Regions from separate parts of the Anas platyrhynchos genome. Here region 1 is linked to region 2. The links are chromatin contacts, called in public Hi-C maps. All regions are on one chromosome and are shown on one strand. Each heading gives the region's core, a stretch centred on a gene start, on an enhancer-like site or on the middle of the called end of the contact. The rest is flanking DNA. Distances are from core to core; before and after follow the strand shown. Region 1 has its middle 78 kb from the start of NRIP1. Region 2 holds the start of NRIP1 (nuclear receptor interacting protein 1).

Region 1 (6,955 bases), core at 2,206-4,705, 78 kb before region 2:
GGACTGGATAAGAGACTAGAAAACCTAGGCTTTGGGTCTCTCACTGACACTTGTGCTTCCTTCCAAATTCACATAAAATTAATGTCTCAGCTACTGACTTGAAAAAACACAAGCAAATACAACCATGCATGTCTGCTCCAAATTTTAACTTTTAACATATTTTAGGTATTTTTCTTTACTTTAGATATTATCTAGATGTATGGCTAGAAACTCCACTGATGCAAACTGGAACATTTCCACTCAATAAAACTGCTGATTTATAGTGGCAGAGAATTTGGTCATTTCTTTTATGGATGCTGTTAAATGGGAAATACTACATTTGTCTGTTTTGTCAGCTGAGCACTGAATTGCTCTTGTGAGATACTTATTACTGTTTCTTCAGGCTAACTTTGCAAATGTAACTTAATAGGAAAATGTATAGCATTATTATTCATTTAAAATAGAAATTACAGGTGTTCTACTTGGACTTGCATTTAAATTTGTCTAATATTCTCTTTAGATAATTTAATGGATCTTCTCCTATGTTTAGAGTTGACTTGACAAAAGAATAATAACGCCGGGTCATCAAAAGTAGTAGTGGTTAAATATGCTTGTTTGTAAAATTGAAAGAAGTGCACTGATTAGGTGGAAAATTGAAATTTTCAATGTGTCTTGAGCTCTTTGTATTTTAAGAACTCTGATTATACAACATTAATGCCTCTGGCTTAAACTTAGTGTTTAAATTGATGCATACAAAATAGGGAAATTTAGATCTGCAGTGCATTGCCTGGACCTACGGAGTTAAGGCCCTTTCTTTGGGATCATGGTAAAAAGTAGCTCTGGGAAGGCAGGCACGAGCACATAGGCTCCCTCTGATTTCTGCACAGGCCTCCTGTCCCCCAGTTGCCCAGACTGTGTGCTTTCATGCTATAGCAACTTCCATGCAAGCCATATAACTGGATTTCCTTCTCATGGAAAGCAGGGATTGGGTTCCCAGATCTAACCTGAACATGCACCCATGTACATGGGGAATTGCTCCCGTAATTGTAAAAATTAATTGTAAAAGTGCAATCTATTCCTGATGTTGCAACAGCAAAACACAAGATGGGAAAAAAAAAAAAAAAAAAAGTAACTCCTCACTGAAATATCTTCACCAAGTGCTGCTCACAGGACTAAGTGTTACTTCGAAGAATAATGCAAAGGCTCCAGTGTACAGTTAAGAACTAGTTTGCCCATTCATAGAACACAGACCTGTAGTGCCATGGGTAAATGGGGTTGGAGTATGAAGCTTTAAAAAGTTGCTTAAATAGAGCAGTACTTCACGTACCAAGTCCATAAAAACAAAATGTGTATTGCATCCGTATTTCATATCCAGAGAAACATACTGGATCTTCAGAAACTTCAGTGACACCTTGCTTCAGAGGAGCAAACAATATGCAGAAGAACAGAACTTACCAGCCTAGGTGCAGCCTCAAAGATTAAGAAATGTTTTGAAATATTAGGAATGCAATAACCAATTCCTTAATGGCCATGAGTTCAATTATAGTTATTTGGCTTAACGGAACTTGCCTCCAAGGAGGACCATCACTCAAGGACATTTTGCAAAGATACTGCAAATGGCAGTTGCTTTACTAACAATTTAGTTTTATTTTGAGAAGTGATACAAAAAAAAAAAAAAAAAAAAAAAAAAGGTCAGGACTCTTAATCTCAGACTGTAACAGCCAGATGTAACAAGGATGGCTGGAAGGGTTATCAGTGCCTTGCCCTGGCCCTGGACCAGAGACTACTGCCACCATCACTAGCTAGCACAGGTGAACAGTAATCATGTCTGCACCTCCACCACCAGAGTTCATAACCCAGCAGGTCAACTTAAGCTGCCACTCATGTCAGTTTGATTTGCCAGCCTTTAATTCACACAGCAGGAACTGCAGTGTACCCAGCCCACCCTGTGGCCTCTGCTGGGAGAGTGGGGCAAAATCCAACATAGATCCCGGCTCAGAGTTGTACCTTTCCGTTTTTCGGGGGATATGTATGTTATGCTGTTTGATTATATCAGCTACTTACAAGACTCCCTCTGAATGCGCCTGCACAGGTTTGGTTGCAATGTAGGCTTTGAATTAGAGCTGGTAGGGAACTTCTACTTGAAAACATTTCTCACTCATAACCACTGATGTCTCAAACTTGGAGTTTCCTCCAAAACATGGCTATAAGCAGGAAGGGGTTAATTAGCCTTCTGGAGAGTAAATATACTTTGAGGTCCAGAGCGCTCCAGGAGAGGAAGAAGGAGATGTGAGTTTGTCAGATGGGGTGGATTGGATGCATACATTTTAAATGCTGTGCTTCAGAAGGGAGGCAGCATTTGTATCATAAAGGATGTTGTAGGAGGGAAGAGCTGCTGCTTGCCTGGATCCAAAGTTAATGCAATGCAGAAGGAAATGCAAGGCAACCGCCGGAATAACTGTCAGCCTCCTGCAGCGCTCCCCTTTGATCACGCCGAGCCCTTGAGGGTTGCGGTGTGCTTTGTGATGATGCCGTCTGCTCCACATCCTCTGCCAGCCAGGAAGCTCAGCGACACACAGAGCTCTCCCAGCCTCCTCACCTGCTGGCCTCGCGTGCCTCACCGTGCAAGTCTTCGTTCCCCAGGCATTGGCAGGCACGTTTCCCCGTCCATCAGTGCAGCCATGGTTGTTTCGTAAGTGTGTGAGCAAGGCTTGCGCCCTCATTTCATATAATATTTAATTAGATAAAAACTAGATGTTTCTTAAATACTGCCTCGTATTCTACTACTGGAATGCCACAACAGTTTGGTTTGTATTGAGATTTGCACTTAGAAATTTCTCTGTACATTCAAGAGTATGTGCTGTGACTGAAGAGCAGCCACCCAATCAGGCACAACAAAGCTTATAATTTAATTTCTGGGACTGCAAGTAAATCCTTTAATTAAAGGAGTCTTGCATACTTTAGTGGTTCCTTCTGGAACCACAGGAACCTCCTGAGGACACAGATGTCCTGCTCCACTTCTTCTACCCTGTCCTGTTCCTGGACCTCCCCCTTTTCATTAATGTGAGCACGACAGGGTGACTCTCGACTCATTCATGCTCAAAGTCTGATCAAGCACTTGGGGTTCACTCAAGGACAGAGCTACGGCAGCTTCTCTGTGCTCTCCCTGGTGACACCACTTTGACCAGTGTGCAAGGGGTAAGTAGAAGCAAAGCTCCTGCCCGAGGGCAAAACGTACCTGCTGCAATTTGCCTCACATAAGATCATTTCCATCTGCCTCTCACAACACAACCTCTCCACCCATGCCTCACCCCTGCTCACTGCTTTGCTGCACCCAAAAGCAGGTGGGACACACCACACATGCCCCATGGAGCCCCTCTTGGGCACTCCAGGTATGCTTGCTTCTACACATGGCCACTCCAAGAGGTGTTTCTGTGAGATCCTGGGCAGAGCCTGTGCAGTGGACGTTCCCCCATCTGGTATTTCATATGTGGTCCCCAAAAGAGGATCAAGCTGCTGGTGGCTGCTCTGTGGAGGGAGTCTGCCCTACACTGCATCAGGGTCCAGCTCCAAGCTGCCTCATTACATGCTTTGCATAGAAAGCTGGAGCCTTCTTGCACACCACCACCTCCTTGCAAGAGGCACTCACTCTAGACCTGCAATAGAACCAACCTGTAGATACAAGGCTATCTCTCTAGCCTAACTGCTATGGAGAAATGCAGCAAAGTTTATCCGTTAGGAAAGGAGACTGATTTTCTAAATTATTTTTCCCCATAAAGTGCATATGCCATCCTGCTTTTAAAATGCCTGCAACCAAGATTTATTTTCAAGCAGTGGTATAAACAAGGCTGTGAAGTGTTAGCTACTATTAAATAATTAATTTTTTTTGGACCACTTGAGCTCATGCATGATTTTCTCTTCTTTTTTTTTTTTTTTTTTTTTTTTCTCTTTAACACAATTTAGCAATTCTTCTACTCTACAGATGGCTACAAAAATTATTCAGCAAAAAACATTTGAGGGCTTTTTAACCTTCAAAAGATATTCCAGAACTTTCATTTTTAAAACTTTTCTGCATATTTAAAAGTATTGGTAGATCTTGTTAATATTCAAATTACTACTTAAAATAGTAAAAATATTTTGACATATTTCTGGGAGTAGTCAACCCTGTTAACTTCCACTTAACGTGCAATTATTCAGGAATATTATAGATCATTATGTGGCTTTGGGGAAAAATCAGTACGACTTAAGTGCCCATTAGTGAAAGTGAAATGGTAGTAGAACACCTATGAAAGCACATGTGGTATTCCCATGAATATCAAATTAATTCATTATGATAGCACTACTAAAGTGTTAAACTATTTCCTATTTCTTGACACAAGATTTATTTTCCAAGGCTGGAATATAAACACTGTCCAGTAATGGTGTAGGAAAGGGTTTGTCATTGGAAAGGTTTATGTAAGAGATGGCCTTGTGTGTCTGTGTTACGCTTCTGTTGGTGGCTCATTTCTTCTGTCTCCTTGTTGGCATCTGGATAATAACTTACACAACAGAGACTTCCTTTCCAAAATCTGCCTGGATGCAAGGGAGAGCAACACTCTGTTTGAAGTAAACCATCCCCTGTGTGGAGGTTGGTGAGAGCACGCTTACAATTACACACTAAATAAGGGCACATACCAACAGGAGCCAGGGAAGTGGATTCTGCACTGCAGAGCACTCACCAGACTGTGCATCTCCCCTTCCTGGCAGTCCTGGTGCTGCAAGGGGACAAAGGACAGGCAGCAACCCCTTGCCAACCTAAGGGTAGCCATTTCAGCCACCTGAGCCATCAGCACACCTGGAGCAGATGAAATTCTGCCCCATCCCGGGCATTAAGCAGGGCTCACACAGCTAGCTCCAGCTTTCTGTGAGTATCTAATGTGTTCCTCTGGCATAGCACTACAGCACCTCTGTAGAATCTCATGGTCCAGAGGCTTCAGACTTTTGGTGTTTCTGACTAGTTATATCCATGTGCCTGACGCAATCAGGGAATAGGCAGAGGTTATAGCACAGTGGAATGACCAGGAATATGACATTTTGTGACATCTCTCTGATATATCACGGCATATCTACCCCTTATGGGTAAGTAAATAAAATGTTTTCTCATCTGTTGCTCGCTTATTGTAGGTTCAGTTCAGAAGCCAGCATGGTAGTAGGAAAACTGCACCTCTCAGGCCAGGATAGGGTATATATGCTCACATGGGAAAGGAATAGGGAGGAAGTCTAGACACTAGCACTGCTCTGAGATGTCACTAGTAGGTGGCAACTGGAAAAGGAAGGATGAGGACTTTATGCCTTGCAATGGATCTCAGGCTAGATCTTATGCAATGCCTCATGCTTCCTGATAGACAGGAAAAACTCAATGGACACCTCTGCTGTTCCAAAGGTACCTCATGAAGGCTTCAGTCGTGTGAAAATTAAAACATGCATTCAGTCCCACATCATACAGCTGGGACACGCAGTGATGCTTGTCTAAAAGAATGATCATTTTTTAAACCTAAGACAGGCATTTGCATTGTGACCAAGATCACTGTGTGTGTGTGGATTTTGCAAAAATACTTTGACCTCAGAGAGTTATTTGCACAACACAGCATTCAAAGTTGACCTAACTGGTAGTTTTTTATATTGCTTTAATGGATGCTTTTTAACAAAAAGATCCACTTTTGCATTTCTCTTCAAGTTCCCCGATTTCTATTACCTAAATAGTGGTTACATTCAATAAAAACAAAAATTCCACAACTTCTGAATGCGCAGTATGATCTAAAGATGTATTTCCCCAAAAGATGCCAAGAATACAATCTTTAACGTAGGAAAAATAGGGGGGAGACATCCTAAGAAGCTTTTTCAAAGTGTGTTAGTTTAAGAAATCTCAACAATTTCCATTTAAAAGGAAACAACTTCAGGAAGTTTATTCAGGAAGTGAGTATCACACTTCAATGCACTGGTGATGCAATTGGCATGGTTCATATCCTATTCCTAGCAAAAGACCCGCAGATTATCCTTGCTCTCCATTTGCCCTCCAGTCCATCACCCTTCATTCCGTGACCCATTTAGCTGTTTGGTCACTAATCTGCTCCTGTAGGAAATGTCTCCCAGCTGCCAGGGCACTTCACACCTATTACCTGTTGTCACCTCGTGTGACATAGATTCAGTCACTCAGAATATTCCCCGGTCAAGTGACACCCAACTGATTCACCTCTTCCATTTTGTAATTAAAACTCTGTTGACCTTGCAGGAGGTTGGGAGTGCCTTTTGTTTACTTAGACGCTCAGTGTAATTTTTCCATCGGGCCCCAAGACTTTCTGGTGATGGTCATCTGCAAACTGAATGTCCTGCTGGGGAAAGTGTTCCCCAAAATGACAGTACACTTGGAGGTATTTAAACTAGGAATGTTTTCTTCAGAAAAATGCAGGAATCCACATACAGGATAATTAACCCTGGACAACGCTTAGGAAGTTTACATGTATAGTACCGTCACACTAAAGCCAGTATATCCTAGACCAATAAAACAGAAGAATTAGGAAACTGAGAGGAAAACAGATGCAGCCTATATTAACACGATACACGTTTGTTCTTTGCAAAGTGGTAAAAAACTTTTGCAGAGTTTCTTTGGTCAGAACAGCTCTGCAGAGACCAAAAGCTACTTTAAAACCACATAGAGTTGTGAAAAATGCCAGATGCTGAAGAAAAATCAAGCACAGGGAATAACTCATCTAGTAAGACTTCTTAAAAATAAATCTAATGAGTTGTTGACAGTACTACAGAATTAGATGCATTATTATTACCTCAACAATTTGCCAGGTTTGATGTTTTGTTTGTTTGTTTGTTTTTGTCTTAGAAGTAGAGGGACATGAAAGTAATTACAAGTAGGGGAGGAAAATTGATGTCCCAAATGCAGGTCATGTGAAGCAACTCTGACATCTCTCTGATGAATTGAGTA
Region 2 (6,480 bases), core at 260-2,759:
CTCCTAGACAATTCAAATAAAAAAAAAAAAAAAGAAAAATTAAAGATCATTTATTTACTATGAGAATGTGCTAATGATGCTACTATGGAAATGAAGAGCAAAACTCATTGTTTTACCGGAAGCACGATCGGGCTATGTTGTGAGACATTCCCTCAAAGAAAAAGAGACTGTCATGTATATATAATGTGACACGCAGCAGCTTTAGAAAATGCTGCTGCTTTTCTGGAAAAAAGTGGTTAAAAACACATGATGATGAAGTTAACCTAAATCTTTCATTGGCTTACAAAAAATAGGTCAAGTAGTGCATTACTCGCTCCGCTGTAAGCCTGTACACAATCCGTGCATTCCAAAGCAAAAGAGGTTTTGCTTCACATTCCTACATCTACTTTCAGTCATGATATCTGTAAGCTAAAGCACTTGGCTTTTCACAAGCACGACTCCCTTTTGCTTTCTTTAAAGTGGAAATTCATACATTCTTTAACGGTATTTTTATTTATTTATTTATTTTTTCCTGAAAAGATGTTTGAGTGTACCACTTGTAATTATTTTATGTTAGTTTTAGAACTAAAATACTGGCATATGTTGACACAGATACTATCGCACAGTTCATAGCCGATTCGTAAACAAATTTGCTTCTCCTTTTCCAGTCTTCAACTTCTAAGAGAAACAAAGTATCGTGATGTGTCTCCATGTCAAACAACACGCCAAGCGTCGAGGCTTGTTCTAAACACGGGCACTGCGGAGGCACATGGGTGATGTGGCTGGGGTCACGCACTTTTTTTGCAGTCTAGCCTCAGCAGCCAAGCCGGCTGCGTGTCTCGGGGCTCTCCCACCCCTCCTCGGCGGGCACGGAGCCCGGCGGCAGAGCAGCCCCGGTGCAGCCCCCCCAGCTGAGGCTGCCTCCAGGCCGCCGTGGCTGCCACCCACCAAGATGGAGGCCGCCTCTGCTCGGAGCCTCTGTCCCGTGCCGCCCGTTCCTTGGTTACTGACACGGGGCCACCAGCCCCGGCTCCCCAAATCCGCCCTTTTTTCTGGGGGGGGGGGTGCGGGCAGCTGCTGCCTCCCCCGTGGCACATCCCGGCCCCCAGCCGAGCCCCCCCCCCCCCGGCCGGAGCAGGAGAGGCCGCGCTCGGGGCGCCGCAGGCCGCGAGGGCAGGGCCGCGGGGGGGCGGCCGGGGGAGGCTCGGAGCCCGGCGGGGGGGGGGGGGGAGGCCGGGCCCGCTCCGCCCCCGGCTCGTCCGGGAGCCGCCGCCGCAGGTGCCGGGCGGGCCGCGGGAGGCTCCGAGCGAGGGGGGGGGGCGGGAGGTTGGGAAGAAGAAAGAAAAAAAAAAGAAAAAAAAAAAAAAAAGAAAAAACAAAGTTTCCAGCTGATGCTTTTGGGAGGAAAGGTGGAAAATGCCCGCGCTGAGCCGGCAAGAAGCGGTAACCGCGGGAAGCCCCTTCCCCGATACTCCCCGCTCCCACGGTGGCGGCCGGGGGCTGCGGGGCCGGGCAGGGCAGGGCCGGGCAGGGCAGGGCAGGGCGGGGGGGCAGCCTCCATCCCTGCCGGCCTCCCTCCGTGCCGGCCGCGGGCGGGGTGAGAGAAGGGTTAAGAAACTTGGCTGAAGAGATGAATGGCGCGGGAGGGGGGAGGAGGAGGAGGAGGAGCCGGGCTGCGCCGCGCCGGGCGAGGTGGAAGGCGGGGAGGATCGCGGCTGCGGGTTAGGCTTTGAAAGTCAGCCTCGCAGGCATTGCAGCAGGGCCCCGAACCGCGCAGGGGAGCGGCGCCGCGCCGGGCTCGGCTCGCCGCGTACGTGCGGGGGGTCGGGGGGCAGCGGGGCGGCGCGGCTCGGCTGGGCTCGGCTCGGCGCCGTCCCCGGCTCGGGGTCCCCGCGGAGCCGGGCTGGGCGCTGGGGGAGGCCGGGAGCCGCGGCCGTGCGGCGGAGGCGGGGGGGGGGAGGCCGGCGGGCAGCGCTCGGGAGGAGCCGCCGCGGGGCGGGAGGCGCTGCGTGTGCAAGGGGGGAGGGTGCTGGTGTCCGTCCGTCCGTCTGTCTGTCCGTCCGTCCGCGTGTCTGTCCGTGCAGCGCTGCCGGGCGGCGGCGGGGAGCGAACAATGCCGGGGTGAGCCCGGCGAGGGGTGGCCGCGGCGGGGACGGCTTCCGGGGGGGGACCCCCCCGTACGGGGCCAGCTGGAAGTTTGGGGGGCTTGGGGGCGGCGTGGGAGCGAGGGGGGGACCCCGGCTTTTACAGCCCGAGCGCTGGCTGGGGGGAGACCTCCGGGGTCGAGGCCAGGGTCGGCGAAGCTCCGCCCGGGGCAGCGCCGAGGCCGGCTGCTGCCTCCCTTTCTCCCTCCCTTTCTCCCTCCCTCCCTCTCGGTCCCAGCCCCACCTGCGGGCGCCCCCCGCCCCCTTTCCCCTGGCCGCCGGTCGGGGCGGCCGCGGGTGCCCCCGCAGATGCCGCCTCATCGCCGCCGCGCCGGCCCCGCGGGGACGTCGCTGTTTCCCTTCTAGACTAAAGGTTACTTTTCCTGGCGTGTTTTCCTGTCCCCGAAGCCCTTTAAAGGTGATTTCTGCCTCCCCCCCCCCCCCCCGCGCCGTCTCCCTGCGGAAGGTGCTGGAGGCGGCCGTGCTGTGCGAGTGCCGCTCGGTGATTAACTGGGAGCAGAGGGGAGCCCGAGGAGACGCGGGGGCAGAGCGTGGGCAAAACGAGGGGCAGCGCCGTGCCCCTGCTGCACCCGCTTTGTGCCTTGCTTGTCTTCTCGTGGATTCCGATCCACAGCGTTTTAACTGAAAGGAGACTCGAGCTGAAATGCCTGACGCGTGTTGAAAGTGTGGAGAAAACGGGGGAATGTCTGGCTTTGGCAGCGTGCTGGTGTTAGGAGAGCTGAAGTGGAAGTTGGCCCCTTTTGCATGGTCTTTCTGTAGTCTGGAGACCGTACCGCTCTGCGTTTCGTCTAGGGGGACCTGCCTGCGGTGCCTGGGAGCTCCTTGGCTGATCAGAATTTAACTGAGTCATGGCACGATAAATGTTTAGAGATGTTACAGAGCTTTACTTAAAAAAGCGTGCAGATCTAGCCTACAAAGAGCCATAGGGAGGAAAGGTGGAGTATCCCTGAGCGAGAGCTGGAAACCTTTAATAGTCCAACCTGAAGCGTTGCTTGTGGGCCTGGCTGAACACGCTAGAAAGTGACACATTAAGAAGCCGTATGACACAGGCTTTCTGAGCTGGGAGTATTTTGTGGTTTAAATCTGATCTAATGGCATCTGAGTAATTGTTGTTGTACGGGCGACCAGAGCGGACGTCTCGGAGAGCAAAAGTTCTCGTTCAGGGCTGTGCTTGGGCAGATCTGTGACTTCTGCTGTCTGGGGCATTTGTCTTCCCAAACTTGTGGTTGAGAAGGGCTCTCTTGTTATTTTATCAACGTTTGTATGGCCAGGGATAGTCTATGAGGCAAGACGGTCAGTTTTTTATGAGTTAAATGCATGTTAAATGCATTGTTTGTGTGTATGCAGGTATGTGTGTGTATATATATGTATGTGTGTGTATATACATGCACACATACACAGGTATACATTTTGTTGAGCAGGAAGGAAGAAGTAACAAGTAGTGACTGCATGTTTTAGGCTGGGGTGAAAATTGACCTCCTGTTTGACTGGCGTGCAGTTCTGAGTTATCTGATGAGGGAGGTCTGTCAGTGGCTTTAAGATTTTTCTATATTGTGTATGCACACAATGTAAGATGCTGTCAAATGCCAAATCATGCAGGGTGGATGTTTTTTAAATATCTAAACTTGACTGTTGTGTTGTGTTTCTTTTTCTCCCCTAGTAGTCTTGGGGTAAAAAATAATAATAATATATATATATATATATAAACAGATGAGAATATGTTCTTCCTCTTTTCTCTCTGCAATTGTTTCTTCTTCTAAAGTGATAGATAATGCTAAACAAAACTGGTGGGTAAAAATAACAAAAACTTATTATGATCATAGAGACTATGTTGATAAAGAAGCGAACAGATGTTTTTATATTGTAAGCTTAAAAAGCATGTGCTTTAAATGTTGGCTGTGTCACCTCCAGCATTTGATAGTCAGTTGTGTTTAGGATGACTGCTGTTATGTAAAAGACATCCAAGATGCATATATTTCTTAAACTGATTCGGTAAAGGTTATAGGACTCAAACACAGATTAACTTGATGATCATATGTGCTGGTAGTTTTTATTTAACATGGGATTAGTTTAAAATAATTGACCAAGGCTTGCTTTAAAGCTTTATTTTGACTTTTCAGAGAGAACTTTTTTTTTTCCTCCTGTATTTGAACACTGACATAAGGTTTCTGTAATGCCACCTGTATTATTGTTAGCACTGAGTGCACTGTTAATTTTACCAGTGACAGTGCAGCACATTGGTATACTAAAAGATAAACTCCGTTTTGCATTGTGCCGAGCACATGTATAAACTTGCCCAAGGCAAAGCTGGGGAGTTGCATTTCCCACAGTCAGCTGTCTTGCTCAACGGTAATGCTTGATGCCTCACTGCAGGGGAAGACTTGAAGACTGTAATATTTTGTTAATTTTAGAATAGCTCCTATGAACCAGCCTGAACCTCAGAACCAAAATGGCTTGCATTTTTATTCCTGCATGTGAATGTACGGGGTTTCCAGAAGGGAGACAGGGAAGACTGTGGGCTTTCTAGCCAAGCACCTGATGTGGGGGCACTGGCCCCAAGAGCGGTGGGGTGGTGGCTGCCTGGTGCCCTTGGGTCTCCGTGATGTGTGGGGTGCATGGCTGGGTTACAGGTGGTAGATGGGACAAACAGGATGCACATCCCATGGATGGGAAAAAGGGCTAAATGCTCTTTTGGGACAAGAAGTGTGGATTTTGAAATATAAATCATTACTGCTCAGCAGGAGCTTAATGACAGGCAAGTGGAAAGATAATGCAGGTAGGGAGTGAAGTCTGAACGGGAGGAAGATGTACAAGAGAATATGCGCAAATGGATAAAACTATTAAAAATACAAACTTGACAATCTGTCTGAATAGCCCTAAACCAAAGAAAGAAGGGTAACAGTAATAGCGTTTGTGGTTTGCTCTCTCTTCCTGCGAACAGGCCAACATGATAAGAGCAGTGACTAGCTGTATTGGTCTGCCCACAGCACATGTGAGGAACATATTTAACAAGTGTGTGTGACTTATCTTCTGGATATGATGGTGGTCGGGTTTTGATAGTTGCATTTGAAAATACTGAATTAGAAAATAATATGCAAAGATTTGCAAGTGATATTTTAACTGGACATCTGTGATCACATAAACTTGCTTGAATTTGATAATGGGAAGATTTGCCTCCAGGAAAATGGGAAGGAAAACTCTCTTGCTAAAGATGAATGCATATATTTTAGTGTTTCTGGATTATTTATTTCAAGTACACTGAGAAATGTGACCAGACCTATATAGCACTTGGAAGAATTAATGTGGTAATTTGTTTGGCTGTCTGTTGCATGTCACTTGACTTAAATGGTTAAAGAAGGAGAACTGAAACTAATATTCCTGTAAACATCTGTGTGGTGCGGAAGGGGAAGAAGCAGTTGCTAGCCATCGGGAGAGTTTGGCCCAAAATAGGATGCAGTCTCTTACTGAAATTGTTTCTGGAACTCATTACTCCTGTTTAATAATTACCTGTCTGGAGAGAAGTTCTGCTTTCACACATTTCACTTCTAAATATCACCATCTCTGGCAGAGAACAATTTTGCTTATAGACAAAATCAGGTTAAAAGCAGAAACTGCTTGTCTTCTGTTAGCTGTGGGTTTCTAAGAGGTTTAGTGTAGAAAAGTTGAGCATTGGGAGAATAACTCGGCAGGCACATTCTTCTTCCTCTCGAGAAAGAAAGCTGCAAGAAGGTGATCATAACAGATCGGGCAGATGCTGGGTGTAAAGTGTTTGAGTCTTGACTGCACCTTGTATTTAAAAACAAAGAAGAGATCATTTAAGTGGCCTAAGAAAGCACTTAATGAATTTCAGTGCTGAACAGTACAAGACGCATGTCTTGCGGAAAAACAGTCTTTTAGTTCCGTGTGGCCTTAGGCTGACACTGTTGCTCTGATGCTGATTCTTTTTACAGTGATCTGTAAGTAATCCACAGCTGCTGGCTTCTTACCTCTTTTACCTGCCCAACACTCATTGTGAAAATGGTGTTGGAAGGGAAAGGGAAAAGACTTCTTTAGTGCTGAAGTGAGCTCAGCCTTCTACAGAGGTGAGAAGAAATGATCAGTCCCATCCCAGGAGATTGTCCTGGTTGCATTTTTAATGTCATCACACATCACATTTTCAGTGACTTATAATGGGGAGGAGAGCAACAATCAGCCACTGAGGTGCACAAACCCAAGTATCCAGCTGTTAAGTTTCTACAAATAACATAGTATTCTAGCAAAGAATTTCTCGAACATCAATGAAGAAATATGGATTTATTTTTCTCAGAAAGAGTAAATTCTTTTGTTCTTTTCTCAG

The links. Hi-C and Micro-C count contacts between places; a contact is called where the count stands out from the background.
Region 1: a contact with region 2 is called in a Hi-C map of small yellow follicle, with 2.8 times the contacts expected there. The contact joins the enhancer-like site here to the promoter of NRIP1 in region 2. A contact is called at or near these places in 2 of 8 Hi-C or Micro-C datasets (skeletal muscle and small yellow follicle).

The regions. Positions count from the first base shown.
Region 1 is chr1:103,600,126-103,607,080 of IASCAAS_PekinDuck_T2T, reverse strand. No RefSeq gene overlaps it. Among named protein-coding and RNA genes, the nearest start is that of NRIP1, 78 kb to the right of the region's middle. Within about 2 kb of position 3,455, at least 1 of the 8 cell types and tissues checked has an H3K27ac peak or open chromatin away from gene starts, as enhancers often do.
Region 2 is chr1:103,520,911-103,527,390 of IASCAAS_PekinDuck_T2T, reverse strand. NRIP1 (nuclear receptor interacting protein 1) reads left to right here and starts at 1,509. Exons shown (of 5, transcript XR_005269054.2): 1 at 1,509-1,789.